2 separate regions of the Danio rerio genome follow, and region 1 is linked to region 2. The links are chromatin contacts, called in public Hi-C maps. All regions are on one chromosome and are shown on one strand. Each heading gives the region's core, a stretch centred on a gene start, on an enhancer-like site or on the middle of the called end of the contact. The rest is flanking DNA. Distances are from core to core; before and after follow the strand shown.

Region 1 (4,886 bases), core at 273-2,772, 190 kb before region 2:
GACAATTACTCTCAGATATATTGTCATAACCTCCTAGTATGTCAAATAAACCCAGTCTGTTTACATATGCATGTGTTTGGAACCATCTGGTGTGGTTAAAATGCGTTCTGCTGAAACACTAGGACTGGGCAATCATTCGAAAAGTAATCGAAATCGACATTCAGAACCTACTGTATAATCAATCAAATTTTTCCAGGTCGCTTTTTTCGATTACTTTCCCTACCGCATTGTATCATGTGACCCTGCTAAAGGCTTTGCAGCTACATCTGATCTCTAGTCAAGTGGAGCCATTCTTGAGCCTTGATGCTCCAGAGATGCCTTGAGACAGAATAATTTCTATTACATTAATGTTATTATTTACATTAAAATATTTGTGTACAGAAGATGCAATAAATGCACTGTTCAAAATATTATTTACAAGATATGCAAGAGCTCTTTTATTTAGAAAAGATACTGCTTATTTTCTACTTTTAACATGAAAATCATTTAAATAATTATTTCTTTTGTTTTCAAAAGTAGCAGTTATTATATTAATTTTTTTTTTTGGAAAAAAATGACCGCTGGTTTTAGGTCATTTGTGTTTTAATTTCAATTGCTCAATGTTGATGTTCACTAAATAAGCATATATAGAAGATATTGTGTGAATCCTTTAGTTATTAAGTCATGCACACTTCATTTAAAAAATCTCTGACTTAATACATATGAAAGCAATGCTTATTTACTGTACAAAACTTGTCAGTGAACTATGAAGGCAATCGTAATAGAGTTTAAATATATAATTGATCTGGATTTTGATTTTAGGCCAAATCGCCCAGCCCTATGAAACACATTTCAAAAATATGAAAAATTCATTTAGATTTTAGCCTTCCAGTGCTTTTAAGAACAATACTCCCCATCAATCTGTTCAGGGAATAACCACTAAGAGCTTCTTATTGTCAGCCAACATGAAAAACCTACATTCTGGTGCATTCATATCTAAAATAAACATGCAGTGTAGGTGTAACTTCTAATTACTCATTGGAGCAAAAACAAATATATCTCCACAGTGAATTGATGCATAATTCACTCCCATAGGAAAAAAGAAGGATGCTGTGGACCTTTCCCAGAATTCAACACAAGGTGAGAAGGAGGAGCAACATCACAGAAGGGCAGATAAACGCAGACTCAGACATTAACATTGACTCTCCCATTTAAAACCAACATCTGCCAGAGGATTAAAAGAGCTCAAAGCTGCATCAAGCGCTTTAAAATGCAGTTTCGCAAGCTCGACGTCACCATGACAGCGCACAAAAAGACCAAAACAACATGTCAAAACAAAGAGAAAGTGAGCCGACCGTTTTCTCGTTTCACATACACCCTCACCGACTCGTATTTCTCACCGTTCGTGGCAGCGGACAGGTATGTTCCAGCTCCTCCATGATTTCTGGAGGTTCTGAGGTAAAATAGGTTGTGTGACTCCACCTGTACCTGACTCAGCATCAGTTTGGAGCCGCTAGCAGAGCCTCGGTTAAGGATGCTCTACTCCAGCCAGACTGTCTAAGTCACCGCCCACTTTTGCTTCTCTCAGCATCTTAAACCCGCCCCTTCTCGCCTGTGCTGACCAATAGGAAGCGGCGCGCTCCACTCACACTGGAGCGCTCAACGATGGAAGAGTCTGTTGGCGAGGGCGGTGGCAAGTCTGAGGAGGACCAGTTAGCAGGCGTGTCCTACTGTCTAACTAGCATACGCGCTTGTGATTGGCTTAGCAGGCTGTAGCGCCATCATTGTGCAGCTTCTGTGATTCTTCCTTCATCATTGTGCTGCATCAAAGAGGTTGATTTTAACAAGTTATTCCAAGAGGGATATTTTATTGGAATTTTTTATTATGGCAGGCTGCTACCATACAAATATGATATTGAAAAATTTTCATATAAAGTAAGAGAAATTCAAAAATGTAAAGATTTTACATAAACTATACCCAACCAACGTGTTTCCAAATTTTCAGATATTGAGAAAGCAATGAGGAATCCTTTTGTCACTTATATTTGTTGATTGTCATAGTGCGCAACTATTTTGCAAATAATTTTTCGGATTATGTTAAAAATAATATGTTCATAACATTGAATGCAAAAAAAAATTGTTGTTTTGAAAATGTTGATAAAAATGTACAATTTTATTAATTTTATTATTTTGAAATGGTTTATTCACAAATGTAGACTTTATTACTGTGTTAATAAAGTATCTCAAAGCTGTAAAAAAATGTAAAAGTTCTGTCTATTGTAAGCTATTATGAATCTGTTTTTCGCGTCTTGTAAATGTCTTCCATTTGTTTTTTTTCTGTTTTGTTTCGGTTATCTTTGGACTTTTTGTTTGTTGCCTGTTTTTGTTGTATTTGTAAATTACTAATGCATTATAAAAAAAAAATAGAAAAAAGTGGTTTTACATCGGCGGATAGAGATGGAGTTAGTTTTAGTTCTTTGATTTAACTTCTTTAAACAAAAAGAGCGTTGTAGAGTTCATTTACAAACTTATTTGTATTTTAGTTGGTCAGGCTGCAAATATCGTGAATAGTGATGCCATTTGTAATCATAATGGATAGATTATAGGGGTTTTAAATCCAGTTCAAAGCATTAAAACACACACACACACACACACACACACACACACACACACACACACACACACACACACACACAAACGTCTGTGTGTTAACGCTGAGTGCCAAATCTAAAGAAATACTTGCATATTTATTATTCCTAAAAAAATGCATATAAAATTATCTATGATGTGATCTTTTGCAGTCAATGTTTGAAATAAAAGTTATAAATAAATAAACAATAAATCAAAGTTTTGTAATAGTTAAATCTGTGGTTTTAAATCTATTTTATTCTGGAAAGTTCAGTATGGCAGATTGATACATCTTACAATTTGATATGTGTGTAAGATGATTTAACATCTTAAAATTTAAGACACGTGTGTCTGAAGAGTTTATTAGCAAACTATTAATTTTTTTTAGAAATCATGTATTTACATTGAGCATTTAAGAGTTCAATATACACTACCAGTCAAAAGTTTGGAGTCAATATGATTTTTAAATGTTTTAAAATAAGCTTATCCTGCTCACCAAGGCTGCATTTATTTCAGCAAAAATACAGTAAATATTGTGAAACGGTTTTGCAGTATAGAGTAAATGTTTAAAAGTGGCTTATAATTTTATTTAAGAATTTATTCCAGTGGTTTTGAAGATGAATTTTCAGCTTCATTAATCCCGTTCTCAGAGTCATGATCCTTCAGAAATCACTCTAATATTAATTATTATTATTAATATTATTAATATTAATATTAATAATGGTAATAATAATAGTAATAAAAGCAATAACATTAACACTGAGTGCTAAAGCTAAAAATACTTGCATATTTATTATTTATAAAAAATATATAAAAATAATTACATATCATATGATCATTCGCAGTCTGTTTGAAAACTCAGAAAAAAATGAAAGTTTTGTAATGGTTAATTCTGTAGTTTAAAATGGATTTTATTCTGAAAAGTTTGACAGTATGGCAAATTTAAACATCTTACAATTTAAGACACTCATACGGACCTAAGACACGTAATTAGGACGTGTGAATTTTTTATAGACACATTTTTTATTAATGATATATATAACGATTTGGTGAAACCCTAACCCTATATTAAATATCACAAATCGATCACAAATAGATAGAATATCACAATATCAGTATTTTAAATACTCTGCAGCTTTATGCATCTTTAGTATGCAGATTAAAGCCTCCACATGATTTACTTCAGTCCAGCAAACGTTTTAAGAACACTTCAGTTGTTCTCCACTTGGTGGCACCATTGTTTCAGTTTTAGGTAGTGCTTTTACGTGGATAAAGTGTTTATTTATTAATATAAAAAGTTAAAATCCTAACGGAGAAATCAAGACCTGGAATTTACATAACAAATCTAGAAGCATCTCATGCAATATGTTAATATTTTCCCACAAAACTTTCATGCAATGCTGTCAACCCCTTGCCTATTAAACAACAAACCTGTAAATTTGGATTTATGTTTCAGTGTCCTTTAATGATCCTCTTTCATAACAAACTAAATTAAGGGAATAACACTAGCGCCATTCAGCACAGTCATGTAGGCTTCTTTGACTGCCGATGTGCATCTCTATGGAGTGCCAGTGGGTTTCTTTCATTCAGCACAGGTAATTATTTCGGTGACCGGACTGAGCAGAAGAGCTTGGAGAGCTTTGAAGAATCACCTCTCACCCTCAGAGAGGCACGGTGTGGTCCAGGAGAGCTGGCCAGAGAGATGTGATTTCCTCTCATGAGTTTCCTCCTCATCAGCATGAAGATTCAGTCTCATTTTCCTCTCAGACCCAGGCTATGTACTTTTGACTGCCGTTTCCCCCCCGAGACTCAGACGGCAGATTTCCATCGATGTGTCCGTGGCTAATAGATTCTCCTCCGACTGCTCGTGAAGCAGCTGTGCTCAAGCTCGAAAAGGTTATCGGTCTGTGTCATAATCAAAAAGAAAATAAACGGAAAGATCATTTACAAAGATAAGAGACTCTCTCCTTAAGACACTGAGAGGATTTGGGGGGAAACATTTTTTTTGAGCCAATTGCAATGAGACATAAGTGTGCTGATTCAAGGTTAAGGATATTCTCTTTGATCTTTCTTGAATGCTGAGATTCCCTTGAGTATTGTTTGACGTAATACGAAGGCTTGAATAACTTCATTTAAGTGACATTCATTTCATTCTGGTCTCTCAAAGGTTTTCATGCAAACTAATTAATTTTTTCATCAACAGGCAAAATTGCACACTGGGAAGAAAATGCATGCACTCGTATACTTGCTAATCAATCTAAATGTTAATTAGCATCCAC
Region 2 (4,394 bases), core at 1,650-4,149:
GAGTTGGATATAAACCCACATTTCCACCTGCATTTCTACTTTTCTTAGAATTGAGATATAAGCCTGAAAATTCTTAGTTTAAAACCTGCAACTGTTTAAACTAGCTTACTTTTTCAGAATGTAATGCAACACAATTGGAAGTTTATATATTTCACAATTGCATGTGGTGTTAAAATGATGATTCGGAAGTGGGTGCCACCTTCTAGTAAGTCTCACAAAATTTGTGAAATGTCACAAATTTTGGACTGACACATTTAAAATGTTTTTTTTTAATTTCTTTTATTAAATTCAAGTTTATTTGTATAGCGCTTTTCACAAAACTTGTTTCAAAGCAGCTTTACAAAAGGTGCACATTACTGTATTATTAAGAACAGTCAAATTCTGAAAGTTTAAAGTTATTAGTTACTAAAAACTTTTAACTAGTAAACTAAATAAACTAAAACTAATTATCTAGTAACTAATAGCTTTTATCAGTTTATTTATATATATATATATATATATATATATATATATATATATATATATATATATATATATATATTTAAACATAGTTAACCTGCAGTTATATAGTATATAGTCGATGTCTATGAGTCCATGTTTTATGAAGTGTATGTTTTCTTAAGCGTTAACGTATCATATATACAGAGCAAAAGAAACAACGGTTAATTTTAGAAAATCATTATCGAAATAATTTTAAAAGCACTAAAACTAGAAATAAAAAATGTATCAATGCTGTAATAGTTTATTAACAATAGTAAAGTAACACGGCAGCTAACCTGTGGACTGAGCACTTTGCTCCTGTGCCTGGACAATCTGTGCGATTTGCGCTCTTAGTTTGGCCAGCTCCGTCTCCAGAACGCTGATCTTCTGAATAGCTTCATCATTGATAACAGTCTGGCTCTGTTGCGCAGGTTCAACCTGGTGAAGACTGGGTAATGACCGCTGACGTCTCAGGGGCCGCCGTTCCTGGGTGCGAAAAACCAAACCTGAATCTGCCTCACACCTGTAAAACATACAGATACAAACATGATACCAACTTCACATCCACATTTATGTTTTAGAACTTTGAAATGTTTTTCACCTGATTCTCCCAGGACCATCGCTCTCTTCTCTGTCGATCCAGGCAACGTCAGCGAGCGTGGCCACGTTTGGCCCATTTGGGCTGTTGAGGAAACTCGCTCCTGAAGCGAACGGATGAAGCTACGCGACCCGAAGACAGTTAAAAGGACAGTTAATAATTACAACACCTGCCTTTAGGGCACTTTACAAGTCTAAAGACAAACACACACGCAAACACTGGAAGCATTTAAACAACTACAACAACAGAGCAAGCAGCATATGTTTTCACAGCCACTGTAACGTAAATATCACCAGGAAAACCAGTTTAAATGTTCATCTAGTGTTTAATGACATGAACATTTAGAACATTACAATGTCAATCAGCTCTTTATAAATTGTACATAATTAATGGCAAGCTTTATTTATTAAAAATAATGACTGTAAGCTTTTATTTTAAAGCAGTTTTGGCCTACATTTTTCAAAAATGAACGGGAGAACTGACCTAAAGCAGACATGCTGCATTCCTGACATACAGGACAGCTGGAAGGAAGGGCAGAGAAGAGAAAACAGACAGAAATAAAAGTTTCAAGGTGGATTTAAAGACATCATACTTTCATTGTAAAGGTTAGACTGAAGGAAAAGGTTGGATTAGATATGAGCTGAAACCCATCCCGTGATTCATGAGTGTTTATGGTCAGCACACTAATGTAATCAAAATAGAAGAGGACAGAAATGAGGATATGTGGAACTGGAAATGAAAGTTAATGGAAGGTATGAAGGCACCGAAACACTTTAAGAACTAAATTGCGAGACGCCACTTTGAACAATATTTTGGTTTTGGGTGAACTACCCCTTGAGAGATGGAAGGTGTTAAAAGTTTTTAGGTACAAATAAAATTGCAATGAATATGGTTATAATAATGGAATAAAATGAACAGACCACCTAAGGCTATCAAAATAATTACAAATATATGAGTGTTTAGAGCACAAACATGGTTTAATAGCCTGTTGTAATCTATATATTTAAATCATAAAATAATTTAGCTTCTATTACCTGAAAATGTACACGAGGACAAGGCGCCAGTGGAAGATTTGTGGCAATTCTTCTGACAATACTTCTGGATGACCCATAATCCTTTGATGGTGAACCTACAGCCTAAGAGTGACACAAATATGATCATACATTTCATCAAAGAATTGAATATTCTGAAATAAGTATGTGTATGAATTTACCAGGTCCATTTCAATCCGTCTATGGTTTCTGCTCATCCTGAGATTGAAGTATCTTCAGTCATAGATATGGCTTGTCATAAATAATCATCTTCAGATCAAAACCTAAAAAAATAAATAAATAAATAACTGTGTTAGAACCCAATCTTGATGATATTATATAACTTCACATTTTATTTTTAACTAATACTATCATGTAAAGTGGTTTTTAACATAAAATCGTATGATTATTAGTCAATCTCACATTTTTTCACATAACTCCATTCCCAGTTTCCTAAACAGTAACTTTGTGACAAACATCCATTGTTTATAGTGATATTGTTGACACTGAAATCTGCCAGAAAACACTGAGGTACTACACATTTTTCTAGTTGTTTCTCACTGAAGAACATGAATGTCAGACAAACAAAGAACGACTAACTTTCTACAAACTTAATTTACAATGCATAAGGCCTAGGCGTCATCGTTTCAGTGTTGCAATAAATGCCCTTTTGGTTGGTTATAATATAATAGGGCAAATCAATGTCTTACCGTGTAAACTGTAGCGTAACACAAGTTTCTATTAGTCCTTGCTGTGCTATGCTAATGCCATCCAGACCAGCGGTATTCCGTGTGTTTTTCCACAGTTCGGGAGCAGTCGCTTGGAAAAGAGGGCTGGATTTTTAGAATTGGCCAATGAAATCTGAGGGTTTTCTATAAATGGGTGGGTCCTAGAATTATCGAGAAAATCACTGGTTAAGTATGGTGGATAGGCAACTCAGCTGGCCAATCAGAGCATAGTATGACTCACATATACTAGGCATGCGTAGATGTAACTGACTGAATTCATTCATGTGTGGATTTGTCTTTGAATAACTTTATAAAATATTATGTTTTAAAAAGTATCACACATGTACTTTATTGATGTGATGATGTATCGTTTGTTGTTGTGTATGAATTGTGTGAATATAAGTGGTTTATCTGGGAGAATGTTTTTCGCCTGTTTGTTCAGATGTCAGCGTCGTTTCGCTCAATAACTGGAATTTTTATAATTGTTTGTCTTCAGTTTAAAGAGAAAACACCTGCCTTTTTGTTCTGTCTACTTAAATTGCCTTCGTTTTATAATATAAAGCAAATGCGTTTTACTAATGTCCAATAAACACACACATATATAGTATTTTTTTTTTTTTACTTGTTTGCTTCATTCATTTATTCATTTATTTTCTTTATGGCTTAGTCCCTTTATTAATCCGTGGTGGCCACAGCATATGTATCATTTATTCATCTCTGGGAAACATTAGACACTCATTCACACTCATACAGTACAGACAATTTAGCCTACCCAATGCACCTGTCTTTGGACTGTGAAGGAAACCAGAGCACCCGGAGGAAACCCACGAGAACGCGGGGAGAACATACAAACTCCACACAGAAACGTCAACTGACCCAGCCGAGACTCGAACCAGCAAGCTTCTTGCTGTGAGGCGACAGCACTACCTACTGTGCCACTGCGTCGCCCACTTGCTTTCTTGTCAGATGCTTTTGATTTGTTACTCCTACAATACAAAAAATATTAAATGGAAATGACACGTAAAATGCATTAAATAAGACTATATGCAGATAAATACACACACACACACACACACACACACACACACACACACACACACACACACACACACACACACACACACACCAAATCTGAAATTAAATAAGTGTAATATTATATAAATTATAATAAATAAACTAGTACACCTGAGAGCACAATAACCATAAAAAGAAACTTTAAGATTTGTTAAAGATTTGTTCATTTGTAACATTTATTTATTTTATATAATACAAATAAAAGCAGGCATTTATTTAGAAAACTATTAGTTGTAATTTGCTAAAACTTGATTAACCAGAATTAGATAACTAAACAAAATGTTGGGCGAAGCAGTAGTGCAGTAGGTAGTGCTGTCGCCTCACAGCAAGAAGGCCACTGGGTCACTGGTTTGAACCTCGGCTCAGTTGGTGTTTTTGTGTGGAGTTTACATGTTCTCCCTACGTTCGCGTGGGTTTCCTCCGGGTGCTTCGGTTTCCCCCACAGTCCAAAGACATGCGGTACAGGTGAATTGGGTAGGCTAA

The links. Hi-C and Micro-C count contacts between places; a contact is called where the count stands out from the background.
Region 1: a contact with region 2 is called in a Hi-C map of hematopoietic stem cells, with 3 times the contacts expected there. The contact joins the promoter of pcyt1ba here to the promoter of mtfr1 in region 2. A contact is called at or near these places in 4 of 18 Hi-C or Micro-C datasets (caudal fin, embryo, hematopoietic stem cells and 1 more) and 1 of 4 datasets of contacts at active chromatin or transcription factors (caudal fin).

What each region holds. Positions count from the first base shown.
Region 1 is chr24:28,880,949-28,885,834 of GRCz12tu, reverse strand. It overlaps pcyt1ba (phosphate cytidylyltransferase 1B, choline a), which reads right to left and starts at 1,522. Exons shown (of 8, transcript NM_001082946.1): 1 at 1,380-1,522. The coding sequence starts at 1,418.
Region 2 is chr24:28,690,161-28,694,554 of GRCz12tu, reverse strand. mtfr1 (mitochondrial fission regulator 1) reads right to left here and starts at 2,899. Exons shown (of 8, transcript NM_001008578.1): 1 at 2,820-2,899; 2 at 2,292-2,393; 3 at 2,113-2,214; 4 at 1,082-1,200; 5 at 777-1,003. The coding sequence starts at 2,327.